2 separate regions of the Anas platyrhynchos genome follow, and region 2 is linked to region 1. The links are chromatin contacts, called in public Hi-C maps. All regions are on one chromosome and are shown on one strand. Each heading gives the region's core, a stretch centred on a gene start, on an enhancer-like site or on the middle of the called end of the contact. The rest is flanking DNA. Distances are from core to core; before and after follow the strand shown. Region 1 holds the start of XXYLT1 (xyloside xylosyltransferase 1). Region 2 overlaps BDH1 (3-hydroxybutyrate dehydrogenase 1).

Region 1 (5,550 bases), core at 2,154-4,653:
ACACAGAGCCAAGCCCCAGCCCAGAGAATCAACCCAGGGAGCCTCCCCCTGGGAGATCCCTGCCCTGCCATGGCACTGGTGGGAGCAGGTCTCCCTCTGAGAAGTGCCCAGGCTTAAATCACCTCCCAAGTCTGGAGATGATGAACAGCAGAGCAGGGAAAAAAAAAAAAAAGAGAATTCAAACCAACTCCAGTCAGTTCTGAAATGAGCAGAGGGGTGCCAAGCACCGGTGGACAAAAATCAGGGGAAAAACACTCCTGAAACTCCAGACACGGTATCATCTGTCCTCCCTCGCCTTCCAAAGTAAACAGAGGAAAATGTGTTTCTGCTGCCCATTCTTTGGGTAAGCACTTCTGCAACGCAAGCTCCTGACACGATGAATCCTCCTGCAACCACAGAACTGCTGTCCTCACCAGTACTGCGGAGGCTTCTCCTCTCTCCAGCACTGACTGTAGCACAGCTTGTTTATCTGCTGCTAATTTTGTACTTGGTTATTTATTTGCGTAGCAGCTTTCAGTAAATCCCCGTGGCTAAATCTGACCAAGTTTGCTGAGGACATTAAGAAAAGTAAGTTCCACGGGTTTCCTGTGCAACTTGCTTTCACAAACACATCTCACGCTGAGAACAGACCCTTTCAATTGGCTCACTAAAAAGCCACCACACTTTCTCTCTGACTGTCCCTCCGTCTCGTGCCAGGTGCCTCTGCACAGATCCTGTAGGTGCAGGGGCACAGCAGCCCAGCTCGTGACAGCAGCAGCCCTGCAGAGGACAAGGAGAGCTCAGTCTTCACCCGCGACCCTGGTGCGGTTCCCAAAGCACCTCCCTGGGGCAGGCAGGTAACTACATCACACAGAAGGGGACTGAGATGTAAAAGTCGGGCTGACCTGCCCGGGTGAGGAGCACCGACTTGTAGAAATCACCCTCAGGCTTCCTGAAAGGCAGCACTTGAGCCAGCACTGCCTCTAAAGCCATGCTGTCTCAAATAGATGGCCAGGCCCTGCCAAAAAGCCGGGGCAGGCTGCTCCCTGCTGCGCCCACGTCCCGCAGCCCCATGCAGGCGGCGCAGCGCGGAGCACCAGCTCCATCTGCCGCCCGCACGCTGCGCTCCCAGCCCAGCTGCACTTCTGGGAGGTGTCCACGGGCTCAGACACGCAGGGCTGGTGACACCACTGCGATGACGGTCCCGTAGCTTGGGTCTGCCCACCCCGAAGCACTGCTGCTCACCATCTGCACGCTGCCTGCGAGGCTGCAGCCGGCTGCTGCGTTCTCCAGAAGGCTTTGGAAGTACCTGAGCCCGCACACATGCTGAGGGGGAGATGAGAGCTGGCCTGCTGCCTGCCCCAAGGATCGGGATCCAGATTTTGTGGTGCCTGGGCTCTGCTCTAGCAGAGGTTGTGCCTGATCCCAGCTCTGCTGGGAGGGGAGGGCAAGGACAGCTCCAAAAACAGAGCTTAAATCCTCTCATGAACAAAAAGTAAAGTTCAGGGTTCATCAATCCTGCCTCAGCAGCTCCAGCGGCCTTCCAAGCACTTTATCAAGCCTCAGCTCTGGGCCTGCTCCAGGAGAACAGGGTAAGAACGAGGAGAGCGTTCTGGGGACGCCAATAGAAGCCAGGAGGAGAGGTCTCACGACAGAGACTGGTGACTGCTGAAGCAACCAGAGGAACAGGCTGAAGGTGAACCTTCCTCAAAACTTTAGCAGCACAAAAGGTCCAGGTTATGTTGATGTTTTTCGCTAACAATGAGGAATGGAAGAGGCTCCAGCAAGAAAAAAGAGGCACTGTCACCTGTCAAGCACACCAGAAATGTCACAATATCATGGGCAAGTGTGCAAGACTAAGAACTAGTACAGAAGCCTGTGTATTAGCACCTGTCTGCCTAAAAACGAGGTAACTGCAGAGATGTGAAGTCTGCTGCCAGCCCCAGGCCAACTAACCAAACCAAACATCTCCAGGAGGCATCACGCCTTCCAGGAAAGGGAAGGAGCTCCCGCTGTAGCAGACCCTGGTGAGATGTCACCTGAACTCTCCAGACAACGCTGCTTGATCCCACCCAAGACAGACCAGCTCTGTCCCAGAGCTGAGCCATGGTTCGGTTCAGGTCCGCAGCCACCTGATGCACGCAGAGACTCACCCCACAGGACGCTCCCACCTCACACAACACTAACTGGTAAGCCCCACAAGCCTGTATCCTCCCGGAGCAGCAGTGCTGGACAGGCTGCCCACAGAGGAATTCGGCTTCAGACACGAACAGAGGGCAGTAAGGCAGCTGCACGCCCACAGGGGTGTCCGTGAGGGATCCACGTGCCGTCACGGCCCAGCAGCTGAACCTCTCTGAGGGACACGATGCCACAGACCTGAAGCAAGCTGCTGTGCTGCATAGGTGTGCAGCTCGACTCCAGCTCTGGGGCAGAACGGCAGCCCCACAGCTGTCTGCTGGCACCACCACGGGGCACTGCAGGCCACAGCACCGTGCACAATGCCAGCTCTCAGGGCTGCAGCAGGGGAAGGTTTCCAAAGCTGTTACCTGCCACATCCAGACAGCTGGGGACGGCTCGGCACGGTGCAGGGTATCTGCTACGGGTGGCACGGCAGCGCTAGCGCTAGTACAATGGGTTGAGAAGTGAGATGGGATTATTTGCCAACAAGTGCTGTGTGTGAACAATGTGAAAGTTACACCTCAGGCTGCTCTGGTGGAGTTTGGCTAACGTGAAACATCTGAAAAACGAGAAACCAAAAGCTATGGCAGAATTAGAAGACTTCTAATTCTGAATAGAAGCATCTCAGGACAGGAGGGTCCCTACTTGGCGCCTCACAGCTCGGTGCCCCCTCCACTTACCAGATCCCTGTTTGACGTGAGGCAGCTTCACACCGGCTGCCTTCAGGGGGGGGGCTCCGTGCGCCTTCCCCGAGGCTCCCCCCACCCCGCACAGCCCCCGTGGCCGCCTCACCTGGTGCGGGAAGGCGGCGCGGCCGAGCTCGTCCCGCAGCAGCCCCTCGGCGATGTCCCTGCTGTTGCGGTCGGTGACGAGGTGGAGGCGCAGCGCGTCCCCGCGGCCCAGGCGGCCGTGGCGCAGCAGGGAGCGCAGCGCGGCGCGGGCCTTGTCCCGCAGCGAGGGGCCGCGCTCCGCCTTGGTGAACAGCACCAGGAGGTGCAGGGCTCGGCCGCGCCGAGCCGGGCTGGCCGGGGTGGCTCGGAGCCGCCGGGTGGCGGTGGAGAAAGTCTCTCCGCCGCCGCCCAGGTAGTAGAAGGCGCACACGGCCAGGGCGGCCGCCAGCGCCAGGGCGCAGGGCTGAGAGCGGGCCCAGCCCGCCCGCCCCACGGCCATGGCGGCCCCGCTCCGTCCCTACCCGCCGCCCGCCGCCATGCTGAGGCGCGGCCCCGCCCCGCCTCACGGCACGGAGCGGGGGCACGGCCAAGGGGTGTGTGGCTGCTGGGTGCTTGAAGGACAGGGATACGGAAATCAGAGCTCGGTTCACACAGAGCAGGCGCAGGAATAGTGATTTCTCGGTGATTTCTAGCAGAACAGCACTTGGAATCTTCACAGGAAGGCGAGGGGGATGTCCTCCTCCTCCTCCTTTATCATCTTCTTTCGCTTCCCGTGGCAGGAAATACTGTGCAGAACCAAGGGATGCACCACAGTAGCACACTCTGCTTGTCCCCAGCACTGCCTTCTGGGCTTGGCCCTGCTGTAAGGTGTCTGTGGCAGCACAGGAGGCTGGAGGACAGTACAAGCAAGAACGATAAACACAAAAACTAACTTACATCTCACCCTGGGACTTGGCAGAGGGCAGCTTGCAATACTGGCTTTTAATGTATTTAAAAATCAGCTCGGTCATTTTGACAGCAGGAAAGCATTACTTCCTGGGTACTTGCAATTATTTGTAACTCTATCAACCGGTCCTTTGGTAATCACTGTTCCATGGGAGGTTCTCGTGATGAAGATGCAGAGTTACCAACCCTATTTGAAAACACGTGGCTGCAGATGAGCATCAAAGCCTTAGAAATATAATCACTCCCGTGCTTATTCTAGTTCTCACTTTTTTCTTTAGTGACTTGAAGTTTCTGCTCTACGAAGCAGAATTTCAGTAATTCAGATGTGTACAGATGGCATACTGCAAAACAGGAGAAGCTTCCTTTGTATGGGGAATTGCTGACAGCAGTAGGAAGATGGGGGTACATTTACTGAAACTATTTCAGCTCAGTATATAAAGTGGTAAAATATAAAACCATAGGAAATGGAAAAACAAAACAAAAAACACAATGTTAACACAATCATTTAACACAGCGACAACATGAATCGTGAAGGGTACAATCCAAAGCCTCTGAAATCAGGGGAAAGATGGCAAGAAATTTCAGCGACTTTTTAGGTAAAGTCCTGATTGATAAGGAAACTTTGACCATTTACTGTGTTCACCCAAACTTACGGGAATTTCAATGTCTAATATAATTCAGTAGCACTATTCAGTATAATAATTTAGAAATTTTACATACATCGTACCAGCATTAACAAAACATGAAACCTTTTGAACAGTCAAAACAATACAGATCCCTGTGGAGATACCACAGATACCATCTTAACACACAACGTAAGTTATACCTCTGAAATTAATATGCATTAGAATATACGTTGAGATCTTACACATTTGTCTTTCCAAGAGACTTTTGGAACGTGATCCAACTCTGTCTAGGAGGAATACTTGAAAATCTTTTAATGGATCGTATAGTAAATTGCTAAAAATCCACATGAAAGACGATTTTAAAGTGTTTTTGGAATCTACTGCTTTGTACCCCACTGATTACTGATGACGTATTTCATATATAGAGAAACATGAACTGGAATTGAAGCTTTCCATTATCTGGTACAGGGTACAAGGTGTTAACACATACCAGAGTCTTACAGTCTGCTACTCAAGGTACACTCAGCTTCATACTGCAATAAAGAAATGGAAGTTTCCTAAAATTATTGTGCAGAACATCAGCACTTGAATCAGAACTCAAAGAAATCCAGATCTCCATAGCACTGGAGTCAGTCATACTTTGTTTTACCAAGGGCTGAATCCTGTAAGGTACAGAGACCCTGGAGCACTGAGCCTGCCAGTGTCTAACAGGACTAAACCCTCGATACATGTCGAGGAACTTAATGGCATATTCATTTTTGCTGATGAGCCGGATCTCCAGACACGTATTGCACCTGGCCTGAAAAATGCATTTTATCCTGGATATCATAGTGTACCTAAAAGGATCAGGAAACAAGGTTCCAGGATCAGAATTGATACACCTGCTCCCTGAACCACTGAAACTCCAAATCTCCTGAAAAGTCATACAATTTGTGGATTGGGTACATTACTTGTCCTTTAGCATAAACAGCCTGATACTGCAGAGCATCAGACGAGAGCTGGAAAGCAGTAGATGAATCAGCAGAGCTACAGGGAAAAAACTTTTTGTTGGTAGAAAATTGTCCTGCAAAATTTGTCTGATTTTTTTTTTTAAGTAGGAAAGAAAACACCAGTGGAGATTGGTAAAGCGTCTCAGATGTTTTCCCAGCAGC
Region 2 (5,550 bases), core at 1,284-3,783, 120 kb after region 1:
TAACAGGCCTGTGAAAAGATTTTGCTTCCCTCTCTTGTCCTCATCTGGTAGCCGCTCTTATGCAAGTGAGGTTGATCAGGTGAGTGTGATTGTGGTTTCCAGATTGGGAACCAGTTCTACTGAGCTGGAGCTTTAAACTCCCTGAAGTCTGGTGACCAAATTCTTCTTTCCTATTCGCCCGAAAGACTCCGAGCTGGACCTCTTCAGCATACTCCACATTCTTTCCTAGCACAGAGCTTCCATTGACGCAACACGGTACATGCTACTAAGGATGGAAATAAACAATCGCACCAGTGTTTTTTTTTCTATTTTTGGAACTCACTCAGCAGATGAAATCTTCCACCTTAGAGTGGAGGGTATTTCTATGACAGGTTCTTAACAAATCTCTTTCCAGTGTATGGTTGTATAAAGTCATGTAAACAAATTGGTGTGTCCTCATCTTATTCTGGAGAGTGATCCCCTTCTTTAATAGCCTTTTCCTTGAAGGCGGTAGCTTGACAGAAATAGTGCCAAGCAAATGGAAAGGGGTTGTTTTGCCCTGTTGTCTGTCATGTGGCACAGAATTCAGCACTGTAGCAGGGCTTGAGCATGTACATCTTGCTCTGTAAGCCTTGGACAGAGTTGAAAGGAATTCAGGTGCAGCCCTCACGTCATTGCTAGGTGGGACTGATCAGTCCCTGTGTATCCTTTGGAAGGCCATGTTTCCAGTTTTAACAGAGATGAGTTGGAATGAATTGCAAGCAGTTACTACTTCATCCCACCCACAGCAGCACCTTGCTGCATGCCCACCTGTTGCTGCTAGGATGTTTGATGCACTGTGTGGTTCTCAACACACTGCTTAACTGTGGCCTCTCTTTGGGCTATGGCAAGGGGTTTGGAGAAGGAAAGAGGTGTACTTCTATTTAAATTATAAGTTAGAAAGATCAGAAGACAAAAAAAAAAAAAAAGAAAAGATGAATCACCAACTGGTCTTAATTTCAATTCCCTTGATTCTACTTAGCTTTTAAAATGCAGCACCAGAGGTTTTATACACTAGAGGGAGAAAGATAAATGAGCAGTCAGTAAGGTTAACATATCACCTTTTTTTAGTCTACCTATCTTCCCCACACCTTACAGGCTGCAAGGCACGGAACAATAGGAGCAGTTGCTATTGAAGAAAAATAATTTATTGAGAACTCTCTGGTATATTTTCAGATTTCATGATGGATGTGAACTGCCAGAGAGTGATAGTTTGCTTGGTCTCTGCCTTCAAAGTTGTTTGTTGGAGGTGCTAGAACCTGTTTCTTGTCTTCAGGAGGCTCTGGGTGGCAGTAGCTGGCAACGAGCATTGAAAATGTCCCTGGAACAGACTGCTCCTGGCCAAGGACATGGTTTTGTTCTGCGTACTGCAAGTCACTGATTTTGAGTACTCAGTTCCATCGCATTGTTTTGTTTTGTTTTGCAGATCGGCAGTAGAGCTGTGCTTATAACAGGTTGCGACTCAGGGTTTGGATTTGCCTTGGCCAAGCACCTGCATGCCAAAGGCTTCATTGTTTACGCTGGCTGCCTGCAAAAGGTAGGAAAACCAAAAACTTTGTTCTTCATCTGTGGCACGTGAACAGACACAACAAATCCAGTCTTTCATCTCCGCTCTGCAGAGCATCTTGCCAAGGAGAGGGAGGGTTGTTGGCAGCCCAAAGGGAAAGGCACAGGTGCTTGAATTTCATAGAGTATTTATCTAGTCTAGACCATAACCAGCACTGCAGAAAGGTTCTTATTTGAATTACAACACTGTAGTCTGTTCCAATCCCAGTCAACTAGAACCCCACACCTGAGTTTATAGGCTTATCCATAAGTACTTTTAGTACCAGGCTGAGTCTGGATCTTTGGAACTGCACTCAGTTTATACATCATTATTCAGAGTTTATTGTGATTATTACATCCACCAAGCCACCAGTGATTTTATAGCATATGGTATAAGGATTTATTTCTATATACGTGAATACAACCGTGCTCTAGTGTGCATTGAAGGTGCACACTGAACTCGCTGTGAAGGTGGTAAAGTCCCACTAGTGCAACTGAGAGCAGATTCAGGCCACAAATAGCCGAGTGGTGCAGTTCTTGATAATACTCTCTAAGAGCAGTCAGAGATGCCTCATCATGGTGAATAACAGCTTTAGCCTTTCCTTATGAAACACTGGCACATTTTCAGCAGCATGGCCATTTCCCGATGGAAACAAACCTACTCCTCAGGATATCCTGGGGTGGGTCAGTTACTTTGATCCAAATCTTTTTGCTCACTTATCACTGCAAATGTGTCCTGAATAGTTGTACTATTTAAAGAGACTTAGTCAGGTGTTGTTTTCTTTTTTTAAATGTTATCAATACTTTTTCTGATGTTAGCCTTTCCATTATTACAAAGTTCTGCTTAAATTATTAGTTTCTTTCTGCCACATTTTTTTCAAATGAGAAATTTATGTTCAGATTGCTCTGTCCCCTTGCGGTGTCTCAGCCTTGGGTCAAGGCTGTATTTTTTAACATGGGCTCCCTCTACAGGCTTCACAGCAGAACAAGATGCTTTCTATAAACTGCTGCTTTTCCAAAGGTATTGAAAAGGGGGAGGGTAGAAAGCTGCTTTTTTTGCAGCTATTTTTACTCTGCTTTTGTAACTAAAAGTCAACATTAGAAGAGATACTAACTCTGAGACTTAAAAACTACTGTTCAGAATAATTGCCTGCTTATATGTTGACAGTAGTCCAAAATTTCAGAGCTACAGGGTTACTTCTGTATTTCACTTCCTCAGTCTGAGCTGCCAGAAAGACCTGATCTTCAGTGAGCATGCGTTTAACTGTTGCTGAAACCTCCCTTCCATTTTGGTGTCTTCAATACACATGCTACTGCAAGCACATTAATGGAAAATCATGGACTCTGACAATTTCAGAATAAGCTGAAACAAAGCACATGACTGAACTCCTTTTAGCTTTTATCAATGTTTGTTTCCTCTCCAAGAATCAGCAGAAATCTTTGCTTTATCTCTGTATAATTAAATGCTGTGTTTTTTTTTTAATCTGGATTCACGTTCCATGTTCCAAAATCTGTGTGACCATGGCAAGACTGGTGACAGCAACTGTCATCAGAAAAAACACTATAAGCTCCCATGTTCATTGTCTTCAGGTCATATACTTTATGAAAAAAAAAAAAACAACAAGTTCTTAGCCCTGTAGAACTAAACTCCAAGAGACTGAGCTGACTTCTGTTTATGCCGTAAGTTTCATCAGACAAAACATAGATAATTCTGATCAGTGTTATTGTTGGTGCTGATCGTAGGGACAGAGAATGCCTAGTGTGTTTTAGGTTCTACGTGGAACTAGAGGTGGAAGTAAGAAGCATCACATTTTGCTTGTAAACTGGGTATATTTGTCCTAGCCCTCACTGAGAGGAAATGAGTATGAAACTTGAGTGTTATTTTCATGTGACTGCTTCTCAGAGCACAGCTGCACATCAGAAACATACTCCAATTTGGGCAGCCATCGTGTCCCCTGGGTGTGCACTCTCCTTGCAGATAAAAAGTGTGTACAGTGCTGACCTTTCATTAGGAAAGGTTTCCTAGAGTGGCCAGATCCTGAGTGCCTGGCTGTTTTTTGCTGAAGACCTGGGAGGTGTTTGGAGTCATGACTAAGGGGACCCCAAGGATGCATCCGTGCTAAGTGCTATTTCACACTGTTTGTTACTAACATTTTCAACAACAAATGTATCAGCGAGTGTTGATGCTTTGTTGCCAAAAGACAGTAGTAGACTGGATCCCATGAACAATCATGCTGCAGCTGTCTTATTTTTCCTCTGTGGTTAACAGCTGGAGGAGCCAGCTGACACCAGATGAAGAAGGTATTTTTCCAGCAGTATCTGTTACCAGTGGACATATGTGGTGTTTGTCATGGCTGTCAGGAGTGTCGTGGAGTCCCTGTTTGCTTTGCTGTGTGTGCTCAGGCCTCTCTTGCAGGGGAATGAGCGGGCAGAGGTTATCTTAGCAGCCCAGCATGCAGGCAAGTTCCTGGAGGGCCCAAAGGAGTGCTGAGAGGGTGTGACGTGCCACTTCAGGGATGCAGTGATAGAGATCCAAGCTGATGGCCATGAGAGTGACTGTGGAAAGAGGAAGACGAGGCAGTGGTGTGCTTTTTAAATGTATGAGAGCTGGGTCCTCTTGCCATGGGGCCTGTGGATGCATGAGGAGGCCCTTCCACTGCTGTGTGGGGCCCAGGGGCTGAGGGATGTGCTGTGCCCTGTGCCAGGAGGACATGACACAGTCACAGGGTACCTGGCTGGAGCACCCCCCTTCTGCCCTTTGTGAAGAGCTGAGGGGATGACCCTGTGGGCCTGGGTGAATGGCTGGGGTCTAACTCTTGGGTCAGGATCCCAGCTCAGGGAGAGCTTGCAGAGCCAGCTCTGTGAGGGAGGAGGAAGGGGATGCTGTGAAGTTTCCAGCAAAGCTTATGAGGCCTCTGACGCTGGTGCACTTCTGTGGCCCGTAGACTTAGTCATGCAAAGAGAATCGGATACTTAGAAGTCCACTGCTGCACATCTTTTGCCAAAACTTCTGACATGTCAAGCCACATGTTTTTTTTCCACCTTGCGCCCATGTAGTGGCTCCTGGAGTTTTCTCCTCTGGCAGGTGATTTCATAGCACCTCGCAGACCTGGCACTGGAGGAAGAAGCACATTGGCTTTGCTGTTCTCCTTTTAGCTCTATCTGCTGATTCCAAGGGACTTGTATGCTTACATTTGCTGATTCCCTTTTGGCAACTTACTCCCTTTTTCCCCTTTCTGTGCCATTTGTGTACTTTCCAGTGCTTTGCCATACGTGCTGACTCAGCACCAAAGTGGGTTTGAGTGAGCAACAAACTTAGCATGAAGCTGGTTTTGTTGACCATAAAACCAAACACCATAAAGCTATGCATGGGACTTCTAATGGCTCCATTTTGTATGTGAGTTGCTTCTGTATGAGGAGAATGCAGTAAATGCCTTCTCTTAAGGACCAGCACTAACCAGTATTAACGACCTGCTTTGGAATAAGGAAGGGTGGAGAAGATAAAGGAGATGCCAGGTACCCCAGTCAGTGAGCTTCAGGGTCCTGTGTGTGAGCCCAGCAGATAAGCCCAGGAACAAGAGGATCCAGGAGAAGGTGTTTTGGAAGATAAGGTGGCCCAGAGACGGAGCAGTGTGTATGGCCACTCTTGTATGGGTAGTGTGGTATCTGAAGTGGGCTCTCTGAGGGGGCAAGTGGGCAGTCTGAAAGCAATTCAAGGATAGCTACAAATTCATACTAATATGGTGTGTATGTGTTTTATACCGTTACCACCACCGCACTGTTTGTTGTGTCCTGTGCACTGGCCAAAGTGACCACAGCACCTGTGGTAGTGGATCATAGCTTGATCTCAGAGCTTGTACTGGGCAGGAGTAACCTTGCTGGGCAGATCCAGCTCCACCTGCTTTCTTGATTGCCACAGCAGTTTGTAGCAGCCAACTCGATGGCAGGGCTGATGGTCAGGTGGAACTGCTCAAGGAATGGTGTTCT

The links. A called contact is a pair of places that touch in the nucleus more often than the background predicts.
Region 2: a Hi-C map of subcutaneous adipose tissue shows a contact between it and region 1, with 2.5 times the contacts expected there. The contact joins the enhancer-like site here to the promoter of XXYLT1 in region 1. A contact is called at or near these places in 4 of 8 Hi-C or Micro-C datasets (liver, skeletal muscle and subcutaneous adipose tissue).

What each region holds. Positions count from the first base shown.
Region 1 is chr9:12,800,415-12,805,964 of IASCAAS_PekinDuck_T2T, forward strand. XXYLT1 (xyloside xylosyltransferase 1) reads right to left here and starts at 3,404. Exons shown (of 4, transcript XM_027464788.3): 1 at 2,950-3,404. The coding sequence starts at 3,327. ACAP2 (ArfGAP with coiled-coil, ankyrin repeat and PH domains 2) reads right to left here. Exons shown (of 24, transcript XM_038183564.2): 24 at 4,261-5,550.
Region 2 is chr9:12,920,963-12,926,512 of IASCAAS_PekinDuck_T2T, forward strand. BDH1 (3-hydroxybutyrate dehydrogenase 1) reads left to right here. Exons shown (of 7, transcript XM_038183568.2): 3 at 7-79; 4 at 1,445-1,555. Among named protein-coding and RNA genes, the nearest start is that of BDH1, 6.3 kb to the left of the region's middle. Within about 2 kb of position 2,534, at least 3 of the 8 cell types and tissues checked have an H3K27ac peak or open chromatin away from gene starts, as enhancers often do. A contact at or near this core is called in subcutaneous adipose tissue, where this site is marked.